2 separate regions of the Sus scrofa genome follow, and region 1 is linked to region 2. The links are chromatin contacts, called in public HiChIP or PLAC-seq maps. All regions are on one chromosome and are shown on one strand. The core of a region is the stretch at or near the end of the contact, and the rest is flanking DNA. Distances in the headings are between cores, read along the strand shown.

What was found. HiChIP or PLAC-seq counts read pairs in DNA pulled down with a chosen protein or histone mark.
Region 1: a contact with region 2 is called in an H3K27ac HiChIP or PLAC-seq map of skeletal muscle, with 6 times the contacts expected there. The contact joins two enhancer-like sites. A contact is called at or near these places in 2 of 47 Hi-C or Micro-C datasets (embryonic fibroblasts and skeletal muscle) and 1 of 2 datasets of contacts at active chromatin or transcription factors (skeletal muscle).

The regions. Positions count from the first base shown.
Region 1 is chr14:78,812,491-78,818,669 of Sscrofa11.1, forward strand. The region is part of intron 5 of LRMDA (a long non-coding RNA gene); the gene reads left to right. Among named protein-coding and RNA genes, the nearest start is that of LRMDA, 860 kb to the left of the region's middle. Within about 2 kb of position 1,496, at least 14 of the 83 cell types and tissues checked have an H3K27ac peak or open chromatin away from gene starts, as enhancers often do. A contact at or near this core is called in skeletal muscle, where this site is marked.
Region 2 is chr14:78,602,936-78,608,658 of Sscrofa11.1, forward strand. All of the region lies in intron 5 of LRMDA (a long non-coding RNA gene), which reads left to right. Among named protein-coding and RNA genes, the nearest start is that of LRMDA, 650 kb to the left of the region's middle. Within about 2 kb of position 1,761, at least 4 of the 83 cell types and tissues checked have an H3K27ac peak or open chromatin away from gene starts, as enhancers often do. A contact at or near this core is called in skeletal muscle, where this site is marked.

The DNA.
Region 1 (6,179 bases), core at 246-2,745, 210 kb after region 2:
TCAATTTAGAATGATTTGGAAGCAAAAATGGTAGTAACAAAAAAGTATGGGAATTTTAGCTGCTTTACATGAGTCTTTTCTCCTGCTGCGTAAGGCTCAAAGGAGGTATTTTTTTTCTCCTCCCATACGGTTCATGCTTTTTCCCCCATTCCCTTTTTCTTGTTTCACAAATGAAACTACCATTTTGTTAGGTCTGAGTTTTGTTTTAAGCTGCTCTATCTGTGATGCAGGCTTTCCCCTCACAGCTGTCACAATAATTTGGGAAGTCATATTCATAACCTCCAATAGAAAAAATAATTTGAAAATGTGCCTTCTGGTGAGATCCATCAAGTTTAAGGTCACATTTTTGGTTAAAAGTCAGACAGTGATGCTATTCATTAAACTGAAAAATGACTTGTTTTCCACTAATAGGGAAATAAACTCTGGATGAATGTTAAGTCATGCTGGCACGCACTTATATAGAAAGTAAAAGGAAACACAGATATATTTAATTTGGACATGTAAAGTCAACAGAGTTTTAGGTCTTTCTTGAGACAGGGAACCAGGAAGATTGGTTGAAACAAATGTGAATCATTAGAAGTTCATTTGCCTCCTTTAGAGGATGAGAGGATTTAAAGAAGGACTCAGTGTCGCTGTGTTTTTTCAAGCACTGTTACCTATGAATAAGAACATGTAATTTATTTCGCTGATGTTCTTAGGGATTTATTTTGGGCAGTGGATCAGAACCCTGTATTTGACTCTGTGCTCAAGTAACCCGAGAGTGCACATATCCTGTTCCTATCCACACCACACAACACATGCAAAAAAACTAAGTTTATCTGGGATCTTGTAATCATGCTAGTGTCCCTGTACGTTAATCAAATAGAAACTGACAACAAAGATTCCTTGCATATTATTCAACCATACTTTTATTTTTTCCAATATAAAGAGCGAATTAATAATATAAGAGCATTAATGCTATACTCGCCTTGTTTAGGTTTCCGTTTCCCATTTATGACTTTCTATTTTTGCTAAAAAAGATCTGTAAATTTAAAAAATATGCATGTATCTCATTAAAAAAGTTTCCCCATTCTAGCAACACTCAGCAAATCTCCAAAGAATGCAAGTGTAGAACATAAATATTTTAAGGCCTCATAAAATTGTCAGTGAATATTTTTTCCCCTTAATACCATGTTTGTTTCATTCCAGTTTACTACTGCAATTTTATTTTCCAAAGTGGCTTTTAATACAATACACAATTATTTCCAACAGGGTTGGGTAGGTCACCTCATTAAGCCTGAAAAGATCGGGCCTCTTGTGATCCTCAGGAATATCCTTGCCTTTATTCCTAATTAAAACGGCCCTCCTAAACTCTCTCAAGTTTATCAATATAAATAAGTAGCTAAGGGGGAAATAATCGCAGTTGGAAAGTTAGCGGGGCAAGGTGACCTGGTCACCAGACCCGAAGCAGCACTGTGTCTGCAGTGGTGCCCTGCCACCTGTTGGCTTTGCTGACACATAACAGGGAATTGATGTCCCTCTCAGCAGTGCCTTAACCCTCTCTGACCCCCGTCCCAGTTCATCACCCTGAGAGAAAAGAAGGGGCCGTTTGAGAATTCCAGGCCTCCTGATTTCCTCCATCATTCATGTCCTTGGCCACATGTTTCTTCTGCTAATACTCAAAATTTATGGCCGAGCACATTAAGGGCAGCACAAGTCCTTCCCTTCTTCTGGATTATTTCAGAGTTTCCTGTCAAAAGGAAATCCAAGAAGATGTGTCCTCAGCGGATTGTATGTGACAGTGCCTGCTTCTATCTCAGGAATCTGAGGCATGATGGATAAACTGTCACTTTTGAAGGATGATGTTTTCTCCATATTTCCATTATGAACCAGGCTGTCATCTCCTAATAAATTTCTTGCATTGGTATCAATTTATTTTTACAAGCAGAGGGTCTGATGTACTTGGGAAAGGCACTGACAGCAGAGCTGGCCCAGCTTGACAGAGCTGGCTCCACCTCATTTTGGAAAACTGCTTTGGTTCCAAGGACAGAACTTGACCTGCAGCCCTTGGGAATAAAAAAAAAAAAAAAAAAAAAAAAAAAAAAAAACTGTGAGAGGAAGAGAGACACATGAGGCCAAGTTCCTTCTTTTAAGCCAAAATAAATCAACCCTGTAGGACTACTATGACACAATATTATTTCTAACACAACCCTACAAACCCAGATGAGGAATGCCATATGTAGTTATTTACTAAAGATAGACCATCACAATAATGCAGGGAAACTGTGGATGGATTCAGATTATAGCTAGCCTGACAATTTCACTACTTTCACCCTCAGAAGGGATCTCAGCAGCGCTTTTCTGCATGACAAGTGAGGAGCAGAGCCCATCCGTGTAATGAATAATTTGATTACTCGTGGTGTGCAGGTCCCTGTTGTAACTACTATGAAGGGTAGGAGAAGCCATAAAACATTAGCCCTATCTCTTAAGAAACTTAAATCTAACTGAAGAGGTAAGATGCTATACAAAATTAAAGTAACTCATCATGAATATTTAATGAGCAATGCTAAGATCTTTGTCTCTTACCTCACTTAATCTTTGCCTTTAATGAGAAGGGAGGTGGTAAAGCATCATAATGGTTAAGGCAGTAGCCATTGGAGACAAACTGCCTAGATTTGTGGCTCAGCTCTGCTATGTGCTAGCAACCCAAGCACCTACCTAATTTCTCTGGGTCTTAGTTTTCCTCATCTGTAAAAGAGGAATAGAATTTAGCACTGCTTCACAGAAGTGTTGTAAAAAATTGTATAGATGAATATGTGGCCCATGTTTACAAAATAAGTACAAATACTCATTAGCAATTTTTTAAACAATATCATCATCATGACTATTATCATTACTATCTAACAGTGAAGGATGGTATGGCTTTAGGAGCTGATTACCCCAGGTCATACAGCTGGATGGAGCTTGGATCTAAGTCTCTTAAGGCATTAGGGAATAGGAAAGAGGGAAGTAGAGGGTGTCCAAGTTGTAAATAAGTTGAAGACAGAATCTTTGATGCTTAATTAGTTTTTTTTCTTACTATTCTTTTCTCCATAGCCCCAAATATACCTTAGATGTCATTTAATAAGGGTTTTATGTAGTGCTGTGCTGGAAATGTTTAACAAGCAGCTCTCTGGAAAAAAAATTTACCCATGTATGTGTATACATCAGCTTAGTGTAATTTTTATGTATATAAACTATGAGTAAACATATTGTTATCAAATAAAATTAAATGTATAATCCTTTTTGTTATAAATTCTATTCAACCAACTCATTTTCACTGAATTTTTTTTGTTTTTATAATTTTGGAACCTAAGGTTGCAATTGATGAGTAAGTGTAGTTCTGATATGAACATCAACTATATTCTTTTCTTACTGAATATTTCAAAACTTCACTCTTTTGTCAATGGCATGAGTAACTTCTTTACTGAATCAGATAATGTCTTTTGAATGTTCAAAGACTCTTTCCTCAAGAATTCTCCTGTAGTCCAGTGGGTTAAGGATCTGATGTTGTCACTGCAGCAGCTTGGGTTGCTGCTGAGGCTGAGGTCCAGTCCCTGGCCCAGGAACTTCCACATAATCTATGCATGGCCAAAAAAATATATTTTCCTCAACTTTTCAATGCTATTCACAATGCAATGGCTAGACACAACACAACTTTTAAATTTAATCTGCATAATTAACATTTCCCCATCATTTTCTTAAGTTTAAAAAATCAATAAGATAGTTAACCCAAAATTTGTAACGTTTGTAAATTTCCACTGTAATTATTCCCATCATGGCCAATGTAAGTTACCAAAGTAACATTACTGAAGAGCTGGGAAGAGATCTGAAGTAATACATTGTTGTATAGTATTTCTGCTATGTAGATATAATAGACATGAATAATTTCAAGAGCATAAATAATAGTAAAATTTTATAAAATAATTGGGAAGTGCTGAGTTTTTGTGTATATTATCTTTACTTTTAATATAATTTATCCAATTGCAAGTGTATGCAATTTAATTTTAAATAATGGCTATGTTTAACAGCATAAACATAGCATTCCTGAAAATTTAACCTTTGGTTTTTGTGAGCTGGTACAGTCTGATCACAGGCACCATTAGTTATGTCAAGCCTAAAGGGCCAAAGAGATCTGAAGTACTCCTATGTCTATGTTGAATAGTCAATTATTTATTCATAAATAAGTTAATGGTTTTATTTGCACACAAGACCACAAAACATGTTGTGTATTCATATGACTTTAATCACATCTGCAAATAAATACCTACCTTAGTATATGTACTAAACTCAGGCAAGTTTTCTTCACCAGGCAGCATCAAGTTCATTGTACAATGGTTGGAATTTAGGTTGTGAAATCCAGTCATGTTGGTTGGAATTCTAAATGCCCTGCATATTAGCTGGGAGCTCTTGGACAAGTTATTTAACCTCTCTAAATCTTGATTGCTTTATCTGTAAAATGATAGTGATTGTGGTACTCCTATTTTAAGGTTGTTGAAATAGTTAAATCAAAGGGTGTGCTTTAGGAGTTCTCTTGCGGTGCGGTGGGTCCAGGATCTGTTGTAGTCACTGCAGTGGCGTGGGTTGCTGCTGTGGGATGGGTTCAGTCCCTGGCCCAGGAACTTCCACATACCACAGGCACGGCTAAAAAAAAAAAAAAAAAAAAAAAAAAAAAAAAAAGAGTGTGCTTAAAACGCCTCCATGTGATTTATGCTCAAGAAATATGATACACACACAATCATGTGTGTACCCTCATTACTTGGAGGCTATAGTATATTACATTCCAATTACATTCTGTTTGAACATATGACACAAACTAAATTCTCAGCAAGGATTAATAATTAGCAGCGAAAGGTTAACTTTTGCTCCATCATATTTCTGTGGACAAAGGGGATTATTTGTTTATTAAAGATAGATATTCTGCCTTTAATTTTTCCCATGCTATGAGTAAATACCCTCTCATTTGATAATCCTTTCTCAGTGCTTGGAGAAGTTGTTTGTTGGGAGCTGCAAGGAAGTCACTATTAATGTGGGTCTTGGCCCCCGTGCTCTTGAAGTCAACAGTACTGCCGACGAGACTCGACAAGTGTCCAGCTGACAGTGACATGAGGCAAAGTGGAATGCTGGCTGGGAGAGGAGTTTCACAAGGACCTGGGGCCTCTGCTGCAGAAAGGAAGTGCCACTGGGGAAGCCACTTGGGCTTTGGGGGTCAGGCTGCCTTGGTTTCTCATACCTTTCTGGATTTTAGAACTATGTAACCTTGGACATATGCCTTATCCTTTCTGGGTTTCAGTTTTCTCATCTCTCAGATGAGAGTAATAATAGGACATCCTCATGTGTTGGAAAACCATTAGCACTGAGAGTGCATTCAAGAAATAGTTGTTCTAGTTCCACACGGTGCCTCTTTTGCTTTCTATGCTCTTCTCCTTCCTCCTTAACTCCTACTTTCCCTCCCTCTTCTGCCACCTCTCCTTGCCCTCGGATGGGAGGGATTGGAAAGATACTTGATGGAAAATGTGTTGTTTTAGGAGTTCCCGTCATGGCGCAGTGGTTAACAAATCTGACTAGGAACCATGATGTTGCGGGTTCAATACCTGGACTTGCTCAGTGGATTAAGGATCCCACATTGCCGTGAGCTGTGGTGTAGGTCGCTGATGTGGCTTAAATCCCACAGTTGCTGTGGCTCTGGCATAGGCTGGCGGCTACAGCTCCAATTCGACCCCTAGCCTGGGAACCTCCACATGCCCCAGGAAGCGGTCCTAGAAAAAAGCAAAAAGACAATAAATAAATAAATAAATAAATAAAGTCTTGTTTCAGATCACCCCTGGTAGGGTTTTAATATTTAAGTATTTTAAATGGCCAGAAACAATGGCACCATTAAATAAAGTTTAAAAATCAAATCATCCCAAACCACATTGTTCATAAAAGTCTTTCAATCTTTGCTTATTAACTTTTACCTCTTGCAAATTTTATGTTGATAAAAATCACAGCATATGTAATAATCTAGTATTTGCTGTGTCTTCTTAGGATTACGTAATAAAATTTTTGCGTATTTATCTCTTTCATAGTATATTTGATTACCATAAGTGATTATGAGTATTTCCATGATGCCCAATGTTTAGATTGTCTTATTCTTTTATTGTTATGTGTTTGCTAAAGTA
Region 2 (5,723 bases), core at 511-3,010:
ACTAACACAATATTGTAAATCAGCTACACTTCCATAATATTTTTAAAAAAATTCATGTAAAAAAGTTATAGTTATTACCAGAATTATTAATTCTTAAATCTTTTCTGAAGACTAATAGCAAATCTATTCACTACAAACTAAAATGAACACAGAGGGGGCTTATTCAAGGTCATACAGCTCACAGCTATTAGCAGAGCTGGGCCTGGATCTGCTTCTCCCAGGTCCTGATTCAATGTAATTTTCATTACCCTGAACCAAGGATCCTTTTGCCTGTTTCATGATTAAAGGAACTTGGCAAAAGAGCTTTTTTGGTGTGCTGAATGGGCCACTTCATTGTGGCACTGTAGAGAGGGATATAAAGTGATTCAGAGGCCATGCAGTGCCACCGGGATTGTTGTGTCACTTGCGTTCTGCATCCTTGTTAATAACTTAGAAAAGGTTATAAAGTATATGCTAATTAAATCTGTATATTGCCCTAAATGTAGAGGTATTACAAGCTCCACCAATGACAGAGACGTGACATAAAGGGACCTGGAGCTGTCAGGCATATGGACAGGAAATCACTAAATGAGATTCAGCTGCAGTAAATGCATCCTAATACATCTGGGGACAAATAATCTGAAACACAGATATTCAATGGGAAGAAGATATTTGGAAAGCAGTAAATGCTGAAGGGGACCTGGGGGATAGTGGACAGCAAATTAGATATGGGTTTTCATTGTGTTAGGCCAACAGAAATTGGTAATGCAATCTTGCACTGTATTTTCCACAGTCCCCTGGAGCAGCTGGGAGGAGAGAGCCTCTTTTGCTAGCCAAGAACAAGTCTGCTCGCCCCATGCTTGCTCTCCTGAAGACTAGTCTTATTGGGATGGGGGTGGATGGATGCAGGCAGGGTCCACTTTATTGCCCTGTGACTCCCACCCCACAGAGGTTGTGACAATTTCCTTTCTCTTTGCTCCACCCCTACCCTGTCTCCTTGGAGACCAGCTCTCCATCCTGGTCCCATTACCACCATTTTATTGATGTGCTTTCTGGGGATGGCCAAGGTGGGACAGTCCTGCAGGGAGAGTCCCTCTGATCTGCAGGTGAGACTCAGCTCCTGGTGTACATTTGTATATAACCTAAACATCTGCCATCTTTCTTAGGATCCTGGCTCTCTCCCCTATTCTGCTAGGATTTCACCACAAAAGAGCTTGTCTTCAGATGAAGCAATGTTTGAGGAAACACAAACATCTGCCCCCAGCTGCTCTTCATACCTGGGTGTTGGGGGGGGCAATAACTGATTCTGTCGACCCCTTACACCTCCTCCTTCTCCATCCTTCCCACCCCCCACTTTTTAGTCTTTTCAAAGACTGCCCTTGACCTGTATTAAGCTGAACTTCCCTCCTGGAACCAGTAAGTGCTTATTCCAGTTTTCTTCTAGCCCCCACCCCCACCTAATTATCTCAGGGAGGCCAAGGCCTGCCTGAGTTCAGAACACTTCACTGCTGGTGGGGCTGTTCAGCGGGGTAAGTTTAACCCACAAAGGTCCTTCCAAACCTTTGTAAAAGCATCCTGCCCTTGCCAACCCATACTTTCTACCTTTCCTTTTCTAGAGATCCTCACCTTTCAGAAAATCCTCCAGGGGTTGCTTGGCAGACACTATGTTAGGGGGGCTGGTAGAAAGCAGTAAAAGTCTGAAAGCTCTTTGCAAGGCTGGGAAACTTCTTACTGCTTGTTTGTTCAACAAACCCTGGCTTCCTCCACTCAGGATGTGCTTCATCTTACTCATCATCTGGGTTTGCATCAGGGTCATTTAGCTTCAGCCTGCCATAGTCACTCAACACTCATAAGTAAGTGCCCAAGTTTAAAGTTACTCCTTAAATATTTTTAACCATTCTATTCCATTCTGTGAGTATCCGTGAGTGCCTTCCGTGTGCCTACCACTCTGCTATGTCCTCAGGTGGTGAAGTGAGGGCCTTGGGGCTCTTCTCTCATGGAGGGGCTTGAATGAGAAAGGCATCACTATGGAAGAACTTGAACTTTTAGTCTGGTTGGTCATGGATATAAATGGATGGCAGCTGCCAGCCCAGAGATTTATGAGTGATGCTCCCAGCCAAAGGAAGTCAGGCACACATTGAAACTGCTGTGTACAGGGCATCTTAGTATATTTAGCAAATGAGATTGCAAACCACAGAAAAAAAGGCTGAGTGGGCGGAGAGGAAGAACATTCTCTGGCCAGAAACTTGCTGAACTCTGAAGGCCAGGGACTGGAGGCTTTGCAGAGGTGGGGAGAGATGTTCTCTGGCTTGTCCTAGACACATAAATCACCACGGAAAAGATATACCAAAGGCCAATTATATGGAGTGTTTTCTTGGAAAATCATCTCCTAGGCCCCGTAAATCATCCACAGCCTTGGCGGGCATTCAGATCTGCCTGGGGGGTGGGGTGGGTGATGTGCCAGTGCACCCCAGCGTCAGGTGGAGGAATTACAGAAGGATGCTCATGTGATCGCTAGTACCTGATGGGTTCACTCCTGTTATCTTCATCCAAGCAAGCAGTGTAGAGCAGAACCCTTTGCTGTACCCTAGGAATGTGAAGGGTGGGATGTGTAACTGGATTTTTTCCACTTACTTGCTCTGTGGCCTTCAAACCCTCCACAGAGTAAGATGAGGACTGGGTTATCTTCAGGGTTCCTAGAGGCTCTAACACTGATTGTATTGCCCTCATGTTTTTTATATTACTTCTGTGTAGGATAAGCATTTGCATCTCACACCCTATCCTGGTGATTGTCCCAAGGGAGGTAAAAATTCTATCTACCACTAAAAATCAGTCATATTGCATCCCTTTAGGGAAATGCGTGGGGACTCTCAAATCTAGATCATCAAACTACTGTAGGAAGAGCTGGAGACTTTCAGCCTGGAAATGAAAGAACTTAGAGGGATTCCAGGAGCACTGGGTTCAGTTTCTGAAGGGGCTTCAAGGGGAAGAGGCCATCAGGGTCTTCCATTCCACACCAGAGGTCAGAAACAGGACCAGTGAGCCCAAGATACAGGGGCTCAGACCCCAAAAAGGAGAGAGACCATCAACCAGTAACCATCATACCAGCGCTCAAGGAAACAGACTTTGATTTGCTCAGTGTTTGAAGGTGTGGAAAGAACTCTTTAACCATCAGAGCTGCCCAGTGTGGCATCAAAGCCTGCTGGAAAAGAGACTGATCCATCACTGCTGTAATCTCAGAGAAAAAAGTGACAGGGCTGCAGCAGAGAGAACATTCTCTTCTGCTCCTTCCAGAGCCTCTTTCTCTCTCTCTGCAATAGGAGGTGACTGGGTGACCAGAGGGAGGAGAGGTTCCCTTCCTTGAAGTACCTTCCTCTGCACAACAAAGCTTTGTTCCTCTGATTCAGGGTGGATTCATTTCTGTCTGAGTGTGTTCTGTTAAAATTAGTCTGCTCTTGGGAGCGATGGTATCTTCAGACTTTGGAGGTGGGATGTAATTGGTTTCCAGCCAGCAGAAAGTCCCCAAAGGGATGGAATATGAATTAGGACCTGACAGTGTCTGAATAAGAAGCCAGGAAGGAGGGAATGCAGGCCCTCTGAAGGGAAGTCTGGTGGGTACCCAGTTTATTTCCTAAGTGTTTATTTTGTTAACAGCCAATTAATTCCTTATGGGTCTGTTTTTAGTGAGTTTACACAATCCTTTTTGGGACTCTATTAGTCTTTTCTGCCTGTACCAACTCAGGGGGCAGTGAGTTTACAAAATCAATAAAATAATTCTCCTGTCATCTTAAAATCTCCTTCCCCACTCAAGTTTCAAGATTCTCATCCTCCTTCCCATATTCCAGGATAAAATGAACAAATGTTTTTATTTATCCTCATTGTGATTCTGTTGATTCTGATGCAGTCCTTTCTCAGTCTTCGACATTCTAGACAGAAGTCTTCTTCATTGTCCTCATTAGTCAGAAATGTTGATTCTTCTGTACCTGTGATTAATTCAGTAGGCACCAAAACTGTATTAAGTTTCTAGTCTCTAGAAGTCATCCAGTGAGAGGCCAAGACCAGAAGTGAAAAAGGTCCTTTCCTTGCCATTCTTTAGACAGGACTATAGTAGGACCAGTGAGAGGTAATGGGTGCAGTGATGTTTCCTGGCACGGAGAACGTGTACCGTAATTACTGGCTATTGCTCATGAAGTAGTTTTTAGCTCCCTCCTCTTAGGGGTGAAATCACCCAGCCTCTCTGAATTTCATTGACTCACCTATGATCCTATAGCTGGTAAATAGCAGGGCATGGGGAGTTCTGTCATAACTCAGCAGGAACAAACTCAACTAGTGTCCATGAGGATGTGGGCTCGATCCCTGGCCTCTCTCAGTGAGTTAAGGATCCAACGTTGCCGTGAGCTATGGTATAGGTCACAGATGCAGCTTGGATCTGGTATTGCTGTGGCTGTGGTGTAGGCCGGCAGCTATAGCTCCGATTCAACCTTTAGCCTGGGAACGTCCATATGCCACAAGTGCGCCCTAAAAGCCAATAAAATAAAGGAAGGAAGGAAGGAAGGAAGGAAAGCAAGCAGATCCTGGATCTGAATCCAAGTCTTACCCCAAAGTCTGCAGTCTTTCTATGGGGCAACACTTTCTTCCTTTATTCAACCATCAGTGGAAGGAAATACAGGGAAATATTTGGGCATTAAGAGGGAGTTGGAGAAGTTAAATGCACTAGTCAAAAATGAAGCAGACATTTTATAGTAAAACAAATAGGAAGATGAAGCAGGAAGTTTACCAGTGTCCTGGGATTCTCCACAGCCGCTCTGGGTGGGAATCTGAGCCCTTGGTATGCACGGTCAGAGTCTCAGCTCTGTCTGGCCCCTGCACATAAAATGGTAGAGTTGCCTCAGGGCTCCTGCTCAGTCATCCTTGTCTGTTATGTTTGGAGGCAAGAGCTCTGCATGAACCCATTAACTCGGGGATTTCGGCCAGAGCCTATTCCTTCCCCAACCACTGGGCAGGCGTGCTCCACTCAGCTTGGAGATGATCGGCTTTCCATATGCGCGGAACCACCGCAGCTTGCCTTCCCATCTTTCATCACCTAAATGAGGGCAGTTATTGTTTAAGAGTAGAAAACAGGGAACATAATGATGAATAAATTATAAGTTTAGGGATCTGAAAAGTCAGACTGTGTAAATATGTATTTTAAACCACAAACAGAATACTAATGCGTCTTTCCCATTAACTCACTAACTGAAATTACAGAGTGTAATGTGAGCCAACGCCCACGGGTTGGTTATGATGTTTTCAGATTTAGAACAGCAAATGATAAATGTCCTTCCCTCAGACAAAGAAGCGATTGACACAGCTTTTCCGTGTAGTCACTGACAGCGCAGGCAATGAGAAATACACTGAATTCTGGGGGAAGAGGGAGGTCATGAAAGACCCAGGGAGGAATAGCCTGGGCTCCGGCTTCGTGTTTCCTGGATACCCAGGAAACGTCTCAGAGCTCATGGAAGACCCTGCAAGTGGTGAGGACCCAGGCAGTGTTACCTGGCATGTCTTCCTGCATTAGAGGATGGGCTTATTTTCTTAAGCGGTAGCTCTATCCTGCTGTGGGTTGGTGGCTGGCAGCTGACTGAAGCCAGTCTTGCTTGGGCTAGGTTTGGTTTGCGGGTGTGGTTAACTGAGCAGTCATTTTATTATAAGGCTGCTTACGGGCAGCAGTATAAGAGCGACGTCGAGAGATAGGGAGGAATTGG